2 separate regions of the Sus scrofa genome follow, and region 1 is linked to region 2. The links are chromatin contacts, called in public promoter capture Hi-C maps. All regions are on one chromosome and are shown on one strand. Each heading gives the region's core, a stretch centred on a gene start, on an enhancer-like site or on the middle of the called end of the contact. The rest is flanking DNA. Distances are from core to core; before and after follow the strand shown.

Region 1 (3,712 bases), core at 1,028-3,527, 270 kb after region 2:
GATTTCATTGATCTGAATCTCCTTCCCCCTCCTCTCATATGTCCCTGGCCTCTGCTGCTGGGGACTTGATCAGAAAAATTATGATGGGGCTGGGGTGAGGTAAGGGTATTGTTCCTGGAACTATTTTGTGGACATAAACTATCCCAGGTCTCAGCACCTTAGCTCCTTCTTGAGGGCTGTGTATCTTGTTGCATTTGAATTGGGGATGGGTGAGGAGATTAGAAAAAGAAAACCAACTGGAAAGTTGATTCTGCACTATGTGCCTGTATTTTGGTGAAAAAACTTGTCTTATGTGGTTGTCCCTGGGGGGGGGGGTGGAGGGAGGAAGTAGGCAAAACGACTTTTAACCCAGTCTTTTCATTCTCAGTGCCTGGAGATTTCCCACTCCTATCCCGACCCCAATCCCAGCGATCACACACTCTCATTCCCTAGCTTTCTGCATGGGTAGATCTCTTTCTCAGCATTCTTTCTGATATACCCAGGCATCCTAGTGAGTTTGTTTTGTTTTGTTTCGGTAGTACCTGTGGCAAATGGAAGTTTCTGAGTCAGGGATCGAACTTGTGTCACTGCAGCAGGACAACACTGGGTCTTTAACCTGCTGAGCCACAAGGGAATCCCGTATTCTAGTGACTGTAAGAAAACTAGATGTGAAAAGGTGTTTTGTTGTCTAGCTTTCACTGGCTGATTGGAAACTTTATTTTATGTTATATTAATATAAATATAAATATAACATACAATAAAATCATAATATGATCATATAATTAGAACACAAGCAAATATAAATATAGTTTCATGATATAATAGTTTATATGTTACATATAAATTATATATATATATATATATTTTTTTTTTTTTTTCTTTTTTGGCTGCACCCTTGGAAGTTCTTTGGGCCAGGGATCAAATCCAAGCCGAAGCTGTGACCTGCATCACAGCTGTGGCAATGCCTGAGTTTAACCCACCGTGCCACAGCAGGAACTCCCATGATGGTGAATTTTAAATTCACATTGTCAGAAATGTTATTTGGACACCAGCCCTCTTCCCTTCACTACCCCCAGGGAAATGGAAACAGATTTCCCAAATTAAAAGGCCTAATGGAAGTACTTGTAGTCTTAACTTCAGTATTAGAAGATGAATTTATATGTTGCAGGGTGGGGGTGGAGGAAGATAGGTAGGGGTAGCGTTGTGGTGGCAATCCCAGAGTGCCCAGAACTTTTGCTTATTTATTCAACACATAATTACTGAGACAAAACGTAGTGGTAACACCTTGTGTTTATTTATCTATGCAGCACACAATTCATGAATGCATCTTCCTAGGCCCTGAGGATATAATAGTAAAAAAAGGAGATGTTATCCTTGCCCTCATGGAGCTCACAATCTAGTGTTAATCTAGTCATTAACAAACAAAAAAATCACAAGTATATAATTGCCAATATATCAAGTGAATCAAAGGAAGGGTGCCTGATGGTTATGAGAACATAAAATGGGCGAGCCGAGGCGTTCCCCCTGTGGCCTAGTAGGTTAAGGACCTGGTGTTTCTGCAAAAGCGGGCGCAGCACCCCTGGCCCAGGAAATTCCGTATGCTGCTGGGTGTGGCCCTAGAAAGAGGAAAAAAGAAAAAGCAAAACACCGAGGAGCTGAAAACAAAGAAGTGGGGAAGACCGGTGGAAGCCTACTGCAGTTAAACTGACAAAAGGTGGTGGTTTGGGCTAGAGTGGGAGCACCGAGCTGGAGAAAAACACACTGATTGAGATGTCTCATGTCCACATCAGCGCGCTCTCTTCTCTCAGGGGACAGCAGAAGTGCAGACCAGGGCCAGACTTCTCAGGAGTGGCTCTTAGAAGACCCTCCTACTTTGAACTTAAGCAGAAGCAGAGGGTTTCCTCTGGTGTGGGGGTTGTGTGTGTGTGTGTACACTATTGAACCCGCCATGTGCTAGGACCAGCACTGTCCCCCTTTCCCAGATATATCTTGTGAAGTGTAAGGCGATAGGGTTGGAGCCCAGGTTTAGATGCATTCAAAAGTTAGTTCGTTTACTGTTCCTTTTTCTACTCTAATTTTCAATTTTACAGCTACACGAAGGGGCCCTTAAGCCTCAGTGGGCAGAAGTTAAGGCTGAACCCCGCAGCTAGAACACTTCCCTCGGTCCAGAACTAGAGAAAGAGAGCTTTGTTTCCCGACGGAAGGGGAAAAAAAACCCTCGCGAGGCCCGGAAGTTGCGCGTTGCATTGCCCTCACCCACCTCCCTGGCCGGGGTGAGGCCGCGGCGGACTGCCCTTCTTCAAGATGGCGTCGAAGATGGGTTCGCGACGGTGGATGCTGCAGCTGATCATGCAGCTGGGTTCCGTGTTGCTCACACGCTGCCCCTTCTGGGGCTGCTTCAGCCAGCTCATGCTGTACGCTGAGAGGGCCGAGGCGCGCCGGTGAGCGGCTCCGCGCGGTCGCTGAACGTGGTGGGGGCTGTCCGGCCCGTCTCAGGAACGGGGGTGCGGTGAGGTGGGGAAGAAGTCGGGGCCCAGAAAGTTGGGACGCTTGTACTGGGGGGGATTTGGGGCCTCAAACTTGTTAGGGACTCTGGTCTGGAGCAAGGTGGGTAGCGAGGGTAGTGCGGGGTCCTAGCCATGAGGGGGGCTCTGGTTTGGGGAAGCAGTGGAGCTTGCGGGAGCTCAGGGTGTCCCGAGGCTCTTCCCGCTTCATTCTTTGCTTCATTCTGTCCTTGTTCCTTCCCACCTCCCGGCTCACAGGAAGCCCGACATCCCAGTGCCCTACCTGTACTTCGACATGGGGGCGGCCGTGCTGTGCGCTAGCTTCATGTCCTTTGGAGTGAAGCGGCGCTGGTTCGCGCTGGGAGCCGCACTCCAGCTGGCCGTTAGCACCTACGCCGCCTACATCGGGGGCTACGTCCACTACGGGGACTGGCTGAAGGTGAGCACCTCGGCCCTAGATGGGACCTCGCTGGGATGACGAGGAGCCAGTGCCCGGCACAGTTGGGTGAAGCCTGAGAAGGCGGAACCCCAGGCTTGTAGAGATTATCACAGATCGCAGAACAGAAGGATTTAGAGACCACACAAGCCTGCCTTTCAAAGTGTGGAAACTGAGGTCCAGAGGTGGGAAACAGACTTTCCCAAAGTTACACCACAGTTGGCATTACATTTACATTTAAATCCTTGGTTTAGGATGTAGTCTGTTATCTCAGACTCATAGGACAAAAAGGACCTTTGAAATATCTGATCTGACCATCTGATTTTATGAAATTTAATTAATCCTAGGGCAGCATTTAAGCCTGTAAATGCCAGAACCTGTGCTAGGCACTACATGCTTGGAGAAAAGCCTGGACTAAGGCACTACCCTCAAGGAATGGACTGTCAGTCCAGTAGGGGAGGCAGATGTGTGAATAGCTGCAGGACAGTGAGATCAGTGGTTACTTTGTGGAACAGACTATACTGTACACCAGAAAGAACACTGGGATTCAAGGGAGCAGAACTGGGGTGGGGAGGGGGGGCAATGCTTGGCATCTGGGTTCTGCCGCTTACTTTGTGTAGGACCTTGGACGACTTTATTAACCCTTCAGGGCCTCACTTTTCACTTCTGATAAAAAGAGTTATCTATCTCTGCTCTACCTGCCCACCACACTTGGAAATGCTAAGAGGGTTCATCACGTGGAGTGGGATGCTTCGAGATGGGCAGGCAGTTCTGCGCTGCGGGCAGCCAGCAG
Region 2 (3,611 bases), core at 443-2,942:
TAGGGGCTGAATTGGAGCTGCAGCTGCCAGCCTACACCACAGCCACAGCAACTTAGGCTCCAAGCTGCGACACAGCTCACGGCGACACCATATCCTTAACCCACTGAGAGAGACCAGGGATTGAACCTGCACCCTCATGGATACTAGTCGGGTTTGTAACCCGCTGAGCCACAACAGGACCTCCCTACCTTTACTTTTCAAAGGAGGATGCTGGGGTGTAGAGGTGTTAAATAACCTGCCCAGGTCACACCACAGGCTTTGATGGCTCCAGAGTATATTATTCGACCTAAGTTCATTTCACAAGCGGCACCGTGGACAGTACCTGGGAAAGGACCCCAGACCCCAGGAGGGTAGAGGCCTGGGGTCCAAACTGAGAAGTGGGACAAAAGCACTTCCTGGGCTGGTGGACCAGGCAGGACAGGAACAGAGAGTGTAGGGGCTGCCTGGATACTTACCACACGCGGCCCCTAGTCTGTGACAGCCGCCACAGTCGCTCCCTGTCTCTGGGCCTTGGTTGCCCGTGAGTCTCTCTGTGTGTATACACTGCACACTACGAGCAGCAGGGGTTTGCACAATCCTCTCTCCCTCACCTGGCTTTCCTCGGTGGCCCCTCTCAGCTCAAAGACCACCTCCACGAGGCCGTCTCCTGGCCGGGTAAGGCTGAAGAAGCCCAGTCCTGGCCTGTGGCCCTTTCACGCTCTTCTCCAATGCCCGCAGCTCCCTGCAAGGCATCTACACCTGGCTCCACCTGCTTCTTGGGAGTCCAGCCTCAAGCCTCCTCAGACTTGTCCTGCTGGCCTGACTCAGGCTGGAGGGAGGGCCTGTCTGCACACACCAAGGACCACTCAGCACCCTAGTGATTCATTTATGCACATTTCCCTTCCTGGGCATCCTGAGGTTATGCATGCGCCGACCGAACACACATGCATGCACGCGCACGCACACTCAGGACAAGGGAGGGGGGAGGGGACCCGACTCCTCTCAGTAGGGTTCCCACGGTGCCACCACCACCGCACACCGCCAGCAGAGAGGGAGATCAGGAGCCTCTTCAGGCCCCTAAGCTCCGTCATCTTCCACTAGGTGGCAGCCCCCAACTCCAAGTGCCAGGAGAGAGCTTCTCAAAAGGTGAACCAACCCAGCTGCGGAGAGCCGGGGAAAAGTGACGGGGAGAGGCGGAAGTTAGCTTTTCCCACCCGCCACGAGAGGAAGTAAAGAAAAGCCAGATGCAACCCAGGGGTTCAATCACCACTCCCAAGTCCCTACGGCCTTTGAGGAGGCCACGGTCTCAAGCCCTACTCCCAGCCCTTTGAGGTCGGGGACCACCGGCTGGCGCCTCGTCTGCTCCCAGCCACAGCAGACACCCCCTACCAAACCACCACCAGCACCTGCCAACGGGGGCGGAGTCAGCTCAAGAACAGAGTGGTCCCTGCTTTAGGGGAAGGGGCTGCAGCTTCCGGGGTTGCTGGAGAAGGAGAGGGCCCCTTCTAATGGGAGTCACTGCAATTACTGTTTACTCCCCCTCCCCATAAAACTCCCTCCAGTGCATGGGAGTTTCTCTAAGGGAGTCTTTTCGTGTCTCCTCTCTGAAACTCCTGAGGACCCTCAAGTCTCCACGTCCCCTTGGCCGGGCCCCTGGGAAGGAGCAAGCGGGAGCGCTCCGAGGCCACCCCTCTTACCTGCGTCGCGGTCAGCTCTGGGCAGCAGCTGTCCGGCAGCTCACCAAGTAGGGCCCCTCGGCGCGATGGCCCGCCCACCTCAGTTTCCATTGGCCAGGTATCTGGACTGTCACGCTCCCATTGGCTACTCGTCGACATAAAGGCGGGGCCAACCTGGAATCCTGTGCTTCTTTCCTACTCATTTCACTCTCCTCCCTCCCTTCCTCTTTCACCCCAACCCCCCCATTTCCAGGGATCATGTGATTGGAGAATCATGTGACGCCCTGGCCGACTCTGCCAGGCTTCGAGTGTCCGCCTCGCCCGCCGACTCCTGAGATATTAACATCCAAGGGAGCTCTCGGTTAGAGCGTGCTTCCAGAGCTTTCGCAGGCCGTCGGCTTCTGGTCTTGGAACATTTGTGCATCCTGTTTCTATTCTGTTCAGTCAACTCGGATTTAATGCTGGGCAGCCAGGCCCCAAAGGGGGTTGAAGGAGAGTTGTGAGGGCAAAGATGAACAGCTCTCAGGCAGGCCCTTTCCTTAAGGTGCTCCCAGCAAGGGTGCGGTGGGGGTTGGAGAAGGGGAGACAGGCTCAGGTTAAATCTGATTTAAGGTACGAAGTCCTTACCTTACCTGTGCCAGATGCTCTAGGTGCGTGGAAGGGAAAGGAAGTAGGTTGGTTCTGGGCAGGGAAGAAGAGATTTCATTCCAACCTGAGGGCTGAGTTTTGAGCTGAGTCTTGGAGGATTTTAGGTGGCAGGTGGGGAGGGGTTGGAGAAATGGCCGGGGGGGGGGTGGTGTTGGGAGAAGCATCAGGAAACCAGATGGCAGGGGCAGCCTTGAGCAGGGATCGAGGGCCAAGTTCAATGTAGTGGACTTGAGGAACTGCTGGGGGTGTGGCACCCGGCTGGGCTGGAGGTGGGTGCGTAGCCAAAGTGGCTTCCTAATTTCAGTGGTCCCTGCCTCCCAGGAATTGATATGCTGCTTTTTCAAGTGTACCACATAGGACAGATTTGCCAGCAGCAGAAGCTAGACTGCTTGGTGCCCAGAAGCCCTGGCCTGGGCAGAGATGGGCAACGGGAAGTACCCCGAGAGAGAGGAGAGGCTCAGAGAAAGCCTGGTGCTGGGCCTTGGGGGAAGGACAGTGTTTGGTGGTGCCGAGTGGAGGGAGAGCTTGAGCCGAGGGTGAGGCTGGGGTTGGGGGACAACCAACCAAGATCCGGGGTGGTAGGGGTCTGGGTAGGGAGGAGGTGGCAGGGCTGAAGAATTGTGTGACAGTGGTGCTCTTCCTGGGACTGGAGAGGGCCCAGAGGTTCAGTAAGGCTCCTACTGAACGTCAAGACTACTCTGCACACTCGTTCCCCTTCCTGTGCATCTTTATGCTTCTGTGGACAAAGCGAGCACAGAGGGAGAGGAACGGGGGAGGGACAATATGGGGTAGGACATTAAGAGGTACAAGTTATTACGTATAAAATAAGCCACAAGGGTATATTGTACAACAGGGAATATAGTCAATATTTTATAAGAACTGTAAGCAAAGTATAGCCTTTAAAAACGGACTCACTGTATTGTCCCCCTGTAAGTGATAAGATGATGCACACCAACTACATGGTAATAAAAAGAAAAAACTAACCATCCTGTTATCCTTTGTTCCTTTTTCTCCCGTGTTTGTCTTTTTCTTATTGAACTGTGGGAGCTCTTTATATAGTTTGGATCAGGATATACGTTGCAAATATTTCCTCCCAGTCTATCCTTTGTCTTTTCTCTTTGTTGATGGTATCTTTTGTGGTCAGAAGTTATGTCATTATGTCATCTGAAACCTAGCCAGCAATCTTTTCCTTTGTGGCTTCTGCTGCCCCACCCCATGCTTAAGAAGGGAGAGATGTGTTCTTCGTGGTCTGTTACTATTCCTGCTGTGGTCCCACCTCAGATGCCAGCGCTGCCCCGGATTGAGGCA

Evidence for each region. Promoter capture Hi-C pulls out the DNA fragments that hold promoters and counts their contacts.
Region 1: a contact with region 2 is called in a promoter capture Hi-C map of liver, with 3 times the contacts expected there. The contact joins the promoter of TMEM101 here to the promoter of GRN in region 2. A contact is called at or near these places in 2 of 5 promoter capture datasets (fetal liver and liver), 1 of 47 Hi-C or Micro-C datasets (embryonic fibroblasts) and 1 of 2 datasets of contacts at active chromatin or transcription factors (alveolar macrophages).

What each region holds. Positions count from the first base shown.
Region 1 is chr12:19,163,356-19,167,067 of Sscrofa11.1, forward strand. TMEM101 (transmembrane protein 101) reads left to right here and starts at 2,278. Exons shown (of 4, transcript NM_001244685.1): 1 at 2,278-2,420; 2 at 2,742-2,922. The coding sequence starts at 2,284.
Region 2 is chr12:18,898,752-18,902,362 of Sscrofa11.1, forward strand. It overlaps GRN (granulin precursor), which reads right to left and starts at 1,693. Exons shown (of 13, transcript NM_001044578.1): 1 at 1,677-1,693.